Linked DNA regions of Mus musculus: regions 2 and 3 are each linked to region 1. Evidence: chromatin contacts called from public HiChIP or PLAC-seq and promoter capture Hi-C data. All regions are on one chromosome and are shown on one strand. The core of a region is the stretch at or near the end of the contact, and the rest is flanking DNA. Distances in the headings are between cores, read along the strand shown. Region 1 holds the start of Lpl (lipoprotein lipase). Region 2 overlaps Atp6v1b2 (ATPase, H+ transporting, lysosomal V1 subunit B2). Region 3 overlaps Slc18a1 (solute carrier family 18 (vesicular monoamine), member 1).

What was found. Promoter capture Hi-C pulls out the DNA fragments that hold promoters and counts their contacts. HiChIP or PLAC-seq counts read pairs in DNA pulled down with a chosen protein or histone mark.
Region 2: a contact with region 1 is called in an H3K4me3 HiChIP or PLAC-seq map of bone marrow-derived macrophages, with 3 times the contacts expected there. The contact joins the enhancer-like site here to the promoter of Lpl in region 1. A contact is called at or near these places in 5 of 39 promoter capture datasets (the C10 cell line, cranial neural crest, embryonic stem cells and 2 more), 13 of 484 Hi-C or Micro-C datasets (the G1E-ER4 cell line, bone marrow-derived macrophages, embryonic fibroblasts and 5 more), 3 of 115 datasets of contacts at active chromatin or transcription factors (bone marrow-derived macrophages and heart atrium) and 2 of 9 other capture datasets (adipose tissue and pancreatic islet).
Region 3: a contact with region 1 is called in a promoter capture Hi-C map of embryonic stem cells. The contact joins the enhancer-like site here to the promoter of Lpl in region 1. A contact is called at or near these places in 4 of 39 promoter capture datasets (the C10 cell line, embryonic stem cells, hematopoietic stem and progenitor cells and 1 more), 1 of 484 Hi-C or Micro-C datasets (bone marrow-derived macrophages), 1 of 115 datasets of contacts at active chromatin or transcription factors (bone marrow-derived macrophages) and 4 of 9 other capture datasets (adipose tissue, liver, macrophages and 1 more).

The regions. Positions count from the first base shown.
Region 1 is chr8:68,878,492-68,882,118 of GRCm38.p6, reverse strand. Lpl (lipoprotein lipase) reads right to left here and starts at 1,564. Exons shown (of 10, transcript NM_008509.2): 1 at 1,279-1,564. The coding sequence starts at 1,366.
Region 2 is chr8:69,101,141-69,104,767 of GRCm38.p6, reverse strand. Atp6v1b2 (ATPase, H+ transporting, lysosomal V1 subunit B2) reads right to left here. Exons shown (of 14, transcript NM_007509.3): 3 at 3,305-3,403; 4 at 2,739-2,832; 5 at 2,527-2,604; 6 at 2,178-2,317; 7 at 1,905-2,006; 8 at 1,291-1,388; 9 at 1,000-1,123. Among named protein-coding and RNA genes, the nearest start is that of Slc18a1, 14 kb to the right of the region's middle. Within about 2 kb of position 1,602, at least 11 of the 459 cell types and tissues checked have an H3K27ac peak or open chromatin away from gene starts, as enhancers often do. A contact at or near this core is called in bone marrow-derived macrophages, where this site is marked.
Region 3 is chr8:69,061,967-69,065,593 of GRCm38.p6, reverse strand. Slc18a1 (solute carrier family 18 (vesicular monoamine), member 1) reads left to right here. Exons shown (of 17, transcript NM_153054.2): 8 at 1-38; 9 at 257-300. Among named protein-coding and RNA genes, the nearest start is that of Atp6v1b2, 25 kb to the left of the region's middle. Within about 2 kb of position 1,908, at least 36 of the 459 cell types and tissues checked have an H3K27ac peak or open chromatin away from gene starts, as enhancers often do. A contact at or near this core is called in embryonic stem cells and liver, where this site is marked.

The sequences.
Region 1 (3,627 bases), core at 315-2,814:
AAAACACCCAGGATTCGTTTCTTTCGTGCAGTTCTGCCATGATGGATTCTCTTTCCTTTGATAACAAGACATTTACAACTATACGCAGAAATAAAGGCAAGCTTTTAGCTGCAGTCATAGACTCCACTAAGACTGGAATTAGGCTGCGGATGTGCCACCTTAGAGCACCTCCAGGGGACACCACCCTCGTGGCGATTCCACCAGCAGCAACACAAGGAAACCCCAGCCTTCTTTTACGACTGAGTTCAGTCACATTTTGAGTCTGTGTTCTGTTAGCTCAATCAAGGTTCAAGTTACAAGGCTTCTCAATTGTGGGCAGGTCTCGACTTCAAGGCCATAAAGCAACTTGCTACTGACCCTAGTCTTCTCTAGGCAGAGAGCAGGCAGAGCCGTGGAGGTGGCCGCTTTTTTTTTTTTTTTCACCTAGTGTTGAAAGCGATCTCCCTTAGGCTCTAGAGAATCCCATGTGCTCTCAGCTAGCTGAGCGCCTCCCTTAGGGCGAGCCTCTCCTGGGACAGCAAGGAAAGGACACAGAGCTGAACTGGCAACCTCCAAGCCACAGGCTCCAGTCGGCTGGTGGCTGAACCTCGTTTTCTGGAGGGTAGGTTCATTTCTGGGCTTTCTTGAGTACTGAGCTAAGCCGAGCACAGGAACGCTTGCAGGACGCCAGCTTCCAGGACTCTGCGCCACGCGTTCCCGGGCGCCACCGCGCACTCCCACTTTCACTGTAGCTCACAACCCCCCGCCGAGAGCGACAGCGCCCTGTACAGTTGGAATGCACACAACGCGTCCTCCCACCTGCACCCTCGATTCACTCTTCCCGCTTCTAGAGGGGTCTGACCCGCAGTCCCAGCAAAGTTAGGGTCACTTTGGCCCGCGTGCCTTGCATTCAGCACCCCTATTCCCTATAGGGAGGTCACCACCGGTCACTACAGCTTTGCTCGGCCTCTGCGTCTCCCCATCCTAGGCTCCACACCCCACGCCCCAGCCGTTCCCTGCGATGGCAGTCGGCGGGAGAGAGCAGGAGACCGAGTGGGAACTCAGGAGAAAGGAAAAAAAAGCGGGAACCCAGAGTCGCCGTAGCGTGATGGGAGGCAGAGTCTCTCCCTTCTCCTCCTGGATTCCATTCCAGCCACCCTTCCCGGGAATTTACTGCGCCTGGGAGTCCCAGTGCATGCACGTACTTCCAACTTTCTCCCTCCCATCTTCAGATGGAGAAAAAGTGGTCCTGTCCGGGTCTGCAGGTGGGGGTAGGGGGAGTTGGCGCGAAAAACGTACCGTCTGCTGCGGCCACCCCTCCTCGGAAGGCGGTCAAACTCTGGAGCCAAACTCCCAGGACCACCAGGAGCAGGGCTTTGCTCTCCATCTCCCGGTGCACCCTTCTGCTTTGCTGCTGGAACTACGCGGCGTGGGGCAGTCAGGAGCGGGTTGAGCAGGAGGCGCAAGAGGACTGGAGCGCGGTGGAGCGCCGTAGGGCAAGTCAACCTTTAAAGGGGAGGGCAGAACAGTTACAAGGGGCAGAATTCCTCGGAGGAGGAGTAGGAGGAGAAATCGAGAGTCTGACACTGTTTCCACTGCACAGCTGTTTAAGTGACTGGAAATATGCAAATAAGACTCATCACCTATTGGCTATAAAATCATAAGTTGGGGGGAGGACTCTAAATGCACTTCCAAATATTTGAGCAAACGGTAACGAGGCTCAACGGTGCCAGCGAGAAGAAGGGGAAAGGGCAGGAAGGAAAGCTTGCTTGTTGTTTAGACTCCAGTTTGCCTACCGGGAGGAATCTGGTCCCTAGGGACCCCTATAGAGGCAGAGAGGAGGGGTTTACACTGATTTATGTTGAGTAGTCTACGATCCGTTTTCTAAGGGGAAGAAGTTTTGCTCTTAAACAGCGTGTACCTAACACTTTCACACTCACACACATACAACCTTTTGATAAATCTTTGTTAAACTTGAGAGATCCTTTCAAACGCACACCCTCCCCCACCCACCCACAGGTCCCCACGCGCCAAAGGGACCTTAGGACACATATTGCTCAGCGCATGGTGCCTGCACGGTCTGCTTTGTATCTTGGCAATATGGGTCTCCTTCTGTAGTAGAAGAAAAGACCCACTTGCTTTAACTAGTTTCTAATTTTTGCCTTATGTAAATTGTACTCGATCCTTTAATTCAGCAAGAAACTCAAGAATAACATCTATTTTCAGAGGCAGAAAGTCATGGTCAAACATTTTAAGCTATCCTGGATTTTCAGTGGGAGAGGCCATGCCAAATGACCATTCCAAACCTACAAAGACAGTCCATAGATTAGTGATGTTCCAGGGCGAGGGGATATGGGGTGCTAGGAGTGTGGGGGCAGGGTGAGGAGCATGATAGAAATATTCCAAATTCCATTATGCTTATCATTGTTCAGCTATGTTGATGCGTTGATATTAAATTGTACTTTGCAAGGGTGAATACTGAGCTTTTGCAAAGTGGACTAGCACATGTTTGTAGAAAAGCAAGAAAAATAAAAGCACATCATATACTGTGCTCATCTGCAAGTATCTTTTTAAATGAAAAGGGTGCTGATTAGCTAGAAAAAAAAACCAATAAACATTAAATTCCCCACCTTAATGCTGAGAAACCACCTCAAAAAATTAGTTCTCTTTACTGATCTCAATATTTTTAGGATGGTTCCCTCTCTCTCTACACACACACACACACACCCTTGGAGGTTAAGGGGATCAAAAACTATATACTTTAATATAAGCCCGCTTTTTAAATTTCTCACAACTATCAGATAAAAGCCAAACATGCTGTTGTGTAGATGAATTCCAGCCAGATGTCTCGCCATCTCATCTTGCACTGCAATCGCTAAGCAATGCATCATCCACGTTCATTACTGGCTCCAACGCATGTGGTGGATCTTGAAAGTTGGCAAGAGCGAAACCCCACTGAACAACTTTGGAAATGGCAGAGATACTCCAGGGCACATAACTAGAATATGGCCAACCTCTGAAAGAAGTATATAGGAAGCTCTAATTTTAAAACATGGCAGTGGCATAAAAGACATAAAAACAGAAGTGTAGAAATGCTTTGTGTTTTATCTAGAATAGCCACACAGCCGAATTTCAAGCTTAAAAGTCATTTGATCAGACTCCAAACCGACCTGCACTGCTACCTGGAACTTTCAGAGAACTTCAAGATTTTATGAGATTAATAAAGGGGCAAAGGGGCATCTAACACAATGCATTTTAAAAATGCCTCTCCAGTTAACTGATCACAGAAAGCACTCAAGAGTCCAGAGATAAATACTTATCTATGGTTTGTTGAAGCTGCTTCTATAATATGTGAACCTGACTTATACTGGCCTATATTGTCACTTTGCATGACCAGTACGGTGCACAGATTTCCAAGAAGAACTAACACGGAATTCAGACACGCTGGCCTCTCTCCAGGGGACAAGTGGTGGGCAGGTAGGTGTGGCAGCCACACTTGTTCATGATTGGTTGTGCTGGCCTTAGTCAGGTGCCCCAGTTCTCCCCGCAGACGCTCACATGAGCTCCAGGTCAGGCTCCTGTGAGCTTCTGACAAGTCTGATGCCCAGACTTCCACAAGGTTATTTGGCCATGCATAGCTTGAGGCTT
Region 2 (3,627 bases), core at 353-2,852, 220 kb before region 1:
CAATGTAGGATTCTTGCACTGCTACTCAAAGTGTGAGCCACAGACCTGTGTTCATCGATGCACAATAGAACTGTCATAGCAATCTCTAAGAACACTTGGATGCTAATGAATCTAACATGAAGTAAACCTAGGTTTGCCAGGAGTGGTGGCGCACGCCTTTGATCCCAACAAACAAAAATCTTTCTCTTAGCTCATTTTTTTTCGTTAACAAAGGTATGGATCTGCTTCAATGAAGACAAGACTCCAGTCTTTCAGAGTCAACGTAAACACTGTGACAATGTGGTAATGATCTTGGGGACTTTAAAATACAGGTCATTAGAGAGCAGGTTTCCTCAGTCTTTTTGTGCACTCAAGAGTTAACAGGCTTAGCAGGCTAAGAGTGTTGGCTGAGTTCCTGGGTTTGGTTTCAAGCACCCACACTGGGATCCTCACAGCCACCCACTTCCAGGCAATCGGTGCCCCCTTCTGGCCTCCGTGAGCACATAAACACACACACACACACACACACACACACACACACACACACACACACACACACAAATGTACACAGGGTTAACACACAGTATGGTCAGAAGTTCTTGGGAATGAAACACTACCATCCGCTTGTGGTGCTTTCTTACTTCTTCAGCCCTTGAGAGAGACAGTGACAGTTACTAATTTTAATCTCACTCTCTACTATTTCCAAGTTGACAGAGACAAAAAAAATTGTACTATCTGGGTGTTTTGTTTTGTTTTGTTTTGTTTTTTTCCCGAGACAGGTTTTCTCTGTGTAGCCCTGGCTGTCCTGGAACTCACTTTGTAGACCAGGCTGTCCTCGAACTCCGAAATCCTCCTGCCTCTGCCTCCCAAGGGCTGGGATTAAAGGCGTGTGCCACCACACCCAGCCTTGTACTATCTCTTTTATGATTAAAGAAAAACAGAAACTTACAAAAGATCAAGATGACCCTACTTGACACATTTTGTTTGAGAAAAGAAGGAAAAAAAGAAGGGAAGAGTTACCTCTCGCAGCGCTTCAGCGTAGGAGCTCATGTCCGTCAGGATCACCAGCACGTGCTTCTCACACTGATATGCCAGAAACTCGGCCGTGGTCAGAGCCAGGCGAGGAGTGATGATCCGCTCAATGCTGAAAGGGAACACACGTCCCAGGTCACTCAAAAGCCACAACCAAAACAAGGCTGCGACAGCAGCATTTTCCTTTTGACACTCTTAGTTCACAGAGGAGAGGAAAACAAAATTACTTTAAAGATGCCTCTGTAGGCAGTAACTCAGAGAGAAACAAGTTTTACTTACGTTGGGTCATTAGCCAGATTCAAAAAAAGGCAGACATTGTCCATTGAGCCATTTTCTTCAAAGTCAGATTTAAAGAACCGGGCTGTTTCCATGTTTACCTAAGTATCAGTGACGTCATCAGTGCAATGCAAAAGAACATTCTCAGCATCTATTTCTGAGGAAGGCCAAGCTATAAATCTAAATTATTCTGTTTTAAACAGTCAAGCTCTCTTCCTCTTTTTTCTTTCCTCCTCCTCTTCTTTCTCTGCATGTGTGCACAAACCTTCCTCTTTCTCTCCCTCCCCTCCCCATGGGGACTCCCCTGGCCTTAATTCTTGGGGCCAGTGAATTCCCAGAGGGCAGCTTCCCCATGAACCTGCCTTTAATATAACCACATACATATGTACGTTTCAAGCCTCCATTTTTTTCTTTTTTAAGTGCAAGTCAGAGTAAAGCACTTTGGCATGCAAAGTCTTATTAGGTTTCAGCTACATGCTAAATCTGACTCCTAAGTTTTGCTAAAATGCCAAGATACAGAGTTTCTATCTAAGAATAAAGTTGATTTTGTATAGTTTATCACCTCTTTCTAACAACAGTTAATTTTATGTTATTCCCAAACATAATACCATACTTACTCCCATAGCAGCAAACACAATGGCAAAATTTTCTTCACTATAGTCCACTACATCTTTGGATTTCTTTACCAAACCAGCCTGGCGACAGATCTGAGCTGCAATCTGTTAAGGATGAAAACTAAAAATCATATCCTGACAACAAAGTAATTTATTCTTCTCTCTTGAATACTTTAATTAGTAGCCTGAATTAAAACATCAAGTCCGTGGTAGGTAAGCTGATGTGTGTATTCCCCCCGTGACTACACACGGCACGACAAGTCCATCTGCCCTCACCTCGTTGTGTGGTAATCCAGCAGCAGAAAAGATGGGGATTTTCTGTCCCCTAGCAATACTGTTCATGCCATCGATGGCGGAAATGCCCGTCTGAATCATCTCTTCTGGATAGATCCGACACTGAGGGTTGATTGGCTGACCTGATGTATTCCAAAAAGGGAAAAATGTTAGTATGTCTGCACATTGGTCATGGATACAAACAAATAATTAAAAGGTCAGAACTCAAACAAAGAATTTCTCTGTATTTATCTATCTCCTTTCAATGTTACCATAACTATTCTCTCTCCGGTAAGGCTGCCAGTAGACAGAGTTAGTTTCCCCAACACTGACACCCATCTACTGCCCCTACCCATGATGTCAAGGAAGTCTTCAGCCAGCACCACAGGGCCTCGGTCAATGGGTTTTCCTGATCCGTTGAATACTCGACCTATACAACAGCAACAAGACAGAACAGAGTAAACCCATACTTCCCAATCTGTGCTTGTATGTTTCTAGATTTTAAATAAATATGTTTAAAAGGAAACAGATCTGTGTACGGAACGAAGAGTGATAGTCACTTACCAAGCATATCCTCAGACACTGGTGTTCGGAGAATATCTCCAGTAAACTCACAGGATGTTTTCTTGGCGTCTATACCAGATGTCCCTTCAAATACCTACCAAAAAAAGAGAATCAAGTAGAAGGGTAAAAGATATTTAGGTCAGGGACACTAACTAGACCAAAGGTCCTGCTTGCAGGGTCAAACATCCCAAGGAGCTGAGGACCTTTATGTGTAAAAAGGATGTTTAAAACAAAGAACAAGGAAAAAGAAACTAAGGACTTCTGGCCATCTTATAAATATAAAAAAACCAAAAAACCAATAACCCCCAGAACCCCATCCATCTACTTTTACAAATTTAACCTGCTACTGCCCTAGAATATTTTTTGGGTACATACTGAGAAATTTCTCTTTCTCTATAATAAAATAACATTAAAAGATAGGAATTTTAAGGAAGAAATCCAAGAGCTGAGTTAGGTACCATTTTGATGGCATCCGATCGCCAGTGAATGCACTTCTCATCACTGTCCTGTCACGGAACGATGGGCTTTGATTGGGAAATGCCTCAATGGTTCTGAGTGGCACTCACCTGAACCACTGCTTTGGAGCCACTAACTTCTAGGACTTGCCCACTTCTCTTTGTGCCATCTGGTAATGTCAAGTGGACAATCTCAGCGTATCTGGGAAACTAAGCAGGAGCACAGTGAGGGATTAGTAATCAGCATCCTAGACGGTACCCACGCTACTCTACGCATCTCCACCATGGCCTTGTTGTCTAGGCACTTTCTTCAACAAATACATGGGAGTTGCATCTGGATCCCTGTAACTTATATTACTAGTGTACAAAGTGGCAAACTAGTGCAAGGTACAGAGAGAAGGATATGATCCTACAAAAGCACAGCAATTACATTT
Region 3 (3,627 bases), core at 659-3,158, 180 kb before region 1:
ATTCCTCATCTTGGCCTTCCTGGCACTTCTGGATGGAGGTAGGTCAATGCTGGTGCCTCCAGACAGCTCAGCTCAGGTTGGAAGTGCATTATGCCATAGTGTCTGCCTTGACATGCTTAGATGGGGCAAGGACTGCTCCATTCTAGGAAAAAAAGAAAGAAACTGAGGAAGTCAAGGTGGTAGCTATGTGGCCATTAGTAGAATCCCAGATAACCAGTGAATAAACAGAACTGTTCTCATTTCCCTTTTTTCTCAGCTCTCCAGTTTTGCATCCTATGGCCTTCGAAAGTGTCTCCTGAGGTAAGTGATCATGAAACTCCATCATTCTGGGATAAATAGCATGGCTGAGCCCAGGAGAAAGGGGAAGTCAGGAAAAGTGAACTCCAGATTTAGATTCCAGGCAGGCTTACACTTAGGGTAGCAAAGGAATCTGCCTTGGTATTGGACAAAGATGGAAATATGGCTGTAGAAAGAACTGTTTCTCGAAAAAGAAAAAAAAAAGAAAGCACTGTTTTCTAAAGGATGAAGAAGGTGACAGAGACCTCCCAACAACCTGCTCTAAGAGCATCCCCAGTTGAACACCATTCAGTCATAGTTAATAAATACCAGAGCTGGTGCTTATCTGACTCCAAGCAAAAGATGGCTGTATTATGAGGGGGATGGGCACAGCATTAAGGGAGGAGTTGCCCAGGGTGCAATCACTAATTAAGGAGGTACTGGGGTGCAAGCATTTTTCCTGTGACAGAAGCAGTGGTTTCAGCTGGGCCAGGTCCACTCTCAGTATGGGTGAACTGCCTGAAGTCAAAGGAGAAGGGACTAGAACAACAGAGGTAGAGAAGAAATGGACACCATTGGGAAAGAAAGGGTGTATCTGAGCTGGAGGAGAGTCTATATACAGAGAGCACGGAGGTAGGATCCTGTATAAAGCTGATAGAGAGGACATACTGTGGATATGATACTGGGGCCTGAGAGGCAATGGGAAGACTAGAAAGAAGTTTTCCTTGTGATAGGAAGAAAAACTTAGAAAATGAAACTAAAGCGGTGAAGAAAGACATCCAGAGACTGGATGTGTTTATCTCACTGTTTGCCTCTAAAAAGTGTCAGCAAAATAAGGCAAAAGACATGATTTTTCCAAGGACTGGGAAACCGAGTAAGACCAAACCAGAGTCAGAGACCCAGTTTCGTGTAGCCCAGGCTGGCCGTTAACTCACTATGCAGCAGAGGCAGAGGATGACCTTGAACTCCTGTCCTTCCTTCCTCTACCTCCTGAGCTCTAGGATAGCAGGGGCTACCAAAGTGCCTGATTCCGAAATGTCCTCTTTAAGCCAAGGACAAAGAAGAACTGAAAGAAAACAAAGAAGTCTCCAGAAGATGAAAATTTTAAATCCTGGAATTAATGATAGTTAAAAAGGCTGAAATAAGAAACGTATAGACAAAAATGAGAGCAATTGCCCTCATTAAACAGGGGAGAGATTTCAAACAAGGCAGATTGTAGTGTCACAGGGAGAGGGTGGTGGTGAAGTGGGGGAAGAGGGGTGGGAGTGGGCTGAATAACAAGGGTGACCAGGTGACCAGCCACGTGGCAAAAAGAAGCCAGGAAGACTAGGAATCAAAAGAGATTCAGAAGCTAAAAATAGGAGGAGAAGAGAAGAGAGAAGGGAGCTATACCTAAAAGCAAAGCAAACCGAGGCCCACAGAGTTAACGGAGGCCCACAGAGTTAACGGAGGCCCACAGAGTTAACGGAGATAAAGAGTGCAAAGGGGAGAATCAGCCCCACCCCCTAGACAGCAGCAGAGAGAAGGGCAGTGAGGAAAATCTTTAGACTGCAGCAGAACAAAGCAAGGCAGGCCAGTGCAGTTAGTGTGTGCTATGCAGCCCCAGGAGGAGTGGAGAAGAAAGGGTCAAAGGGTAAGGAAGTGCCTCCACCCCCGGACTTACCTCATAGTGGGAACAGCTGCCACAGCATGGGCGTTTGCAAGCCTTTGGACCTGCACTTTGCCCTCTACATTGTTTTCTTCTTTTCCTGGTTTACTTATTTATTCTGGTTTCTTGTGAATCAGGGCCCCATACTGTAGATCTGTCTGGTATTGAACTCAATGGTAATCCTCCTGACTCAGCCTCCCCAAGTTGTAGGTTTATAGCCATGAGTGGGAACACTTGTTTTTTTTTTTTGTTTGTTTGTTTGTTTAACAGGGCTTAAAATTATTTCTTTTATTTTTGAGATTATAATATAGATACATCATTTTCCCCTTCCCTTTCCTCCCTCTAAAGCCTGCCATATTTCATTTCTTCTTCTTCTTCTTCTTCTTCTTCTTCTTCTTCTTCTTCTTCTTCTTCTTCTTCTTCTTCTTCTTCTTCTTCTTCTTCTTCTTCTTCTTCTTTTTCTTCTTCTTCTCCTCCTCTTCCTCCTCCCCCTCCTCTTCCTGCTCCTCCTCCTCTTCCTCCTGCTCCTCCTCCTCTTTCTCCTTTTCTTCCTCTTCCTCCTTCTTCAAAATATATACTCTGAATAGAAAGTTGAGGGCTAGTTGAGTGCTGGTGGTGCAGTCCTCTACACCTGGGAGGCAGAGGCAGAGGCAGAGGCAGAGGCAGAGGCAGAGGCAGAGGCAGAGGCAGAGGCAGAGGCAGAGGCAGAGGCAGAGGCAGAGGCAGAGGCAGAGGCAGAGGCAGAGGCAGAGGCAGAGGCAGAGGCAGAGGCAGAGGCAGAGGCAGAGGCAGAGGCAGAGGCAGAGGCAGAGGCAGAGGCAGAGGCAGAGGCAGAGGCAGAGGAGGCAGGTGAATATGAGTTTGAGGCTAGCCTGGTCTACAGAGTGGTTTTCAGGACAGTGAGAGGGCTACAAAGAGAAACCCTGTCTCGGGGATACCAAGAAAAATAAATAAATAAATAAATAAATAAATAAATAAATAAATAAGAAAAAGAAGTTGAGGGTTAATTTATTGGTGGAATATTTTTGAAGGTAGGCCTGGGTAATATGTGGCATATTACAGCTTAGGCTTATAGTTCCATCATGCTTACTTTATTTGTCTTTACATCCTACTTGATGTTTTTCCTCCAGTGTTTTAGGAAGAGTATACCAATTTTTTACTTAAAAGTACACAGAATACATTAATATTACATTTTAATTCTTATAAAACATTTAATAGATTTTATTCTATTATAATTTTTTAGATTTATTTCATTTTATATGTATGTCTATTTTCTCTGTGTGTGCATATGTGTGTGTGCATATGTGTGTGTGTGTGTGTGTGTGTGCTCGCACACGCCATGCATGCCTGATGCCTGTGGAAGCCAGCAGAGGGCACTGGATCCTTTGGACTGGAGTCCATGGTGGTTGTGAGCCACCATGTCATGCTGGGAGTTGAACCCAGGTCCTCTATAAGAGTAGCAAGTGCTCTTAACCACTGAGCTTCATCTCCAGCTACCATTATAATAATTTAAAAAATAACTTTCAAAATGGAAAGTTTCAAAATTCAGAACATGTGTATGCACTATTTATTAAGGGCTATAGAGAAGATCAGTTTCTTGTTATTATCTTAACATGAGGCATATATTTTAAGAAAATCATTTTAGAGGAATTAAAGGTTCTCTTTCAGCAAAAATGGCAGAATGAGTGTGGTAGGTCACTAAG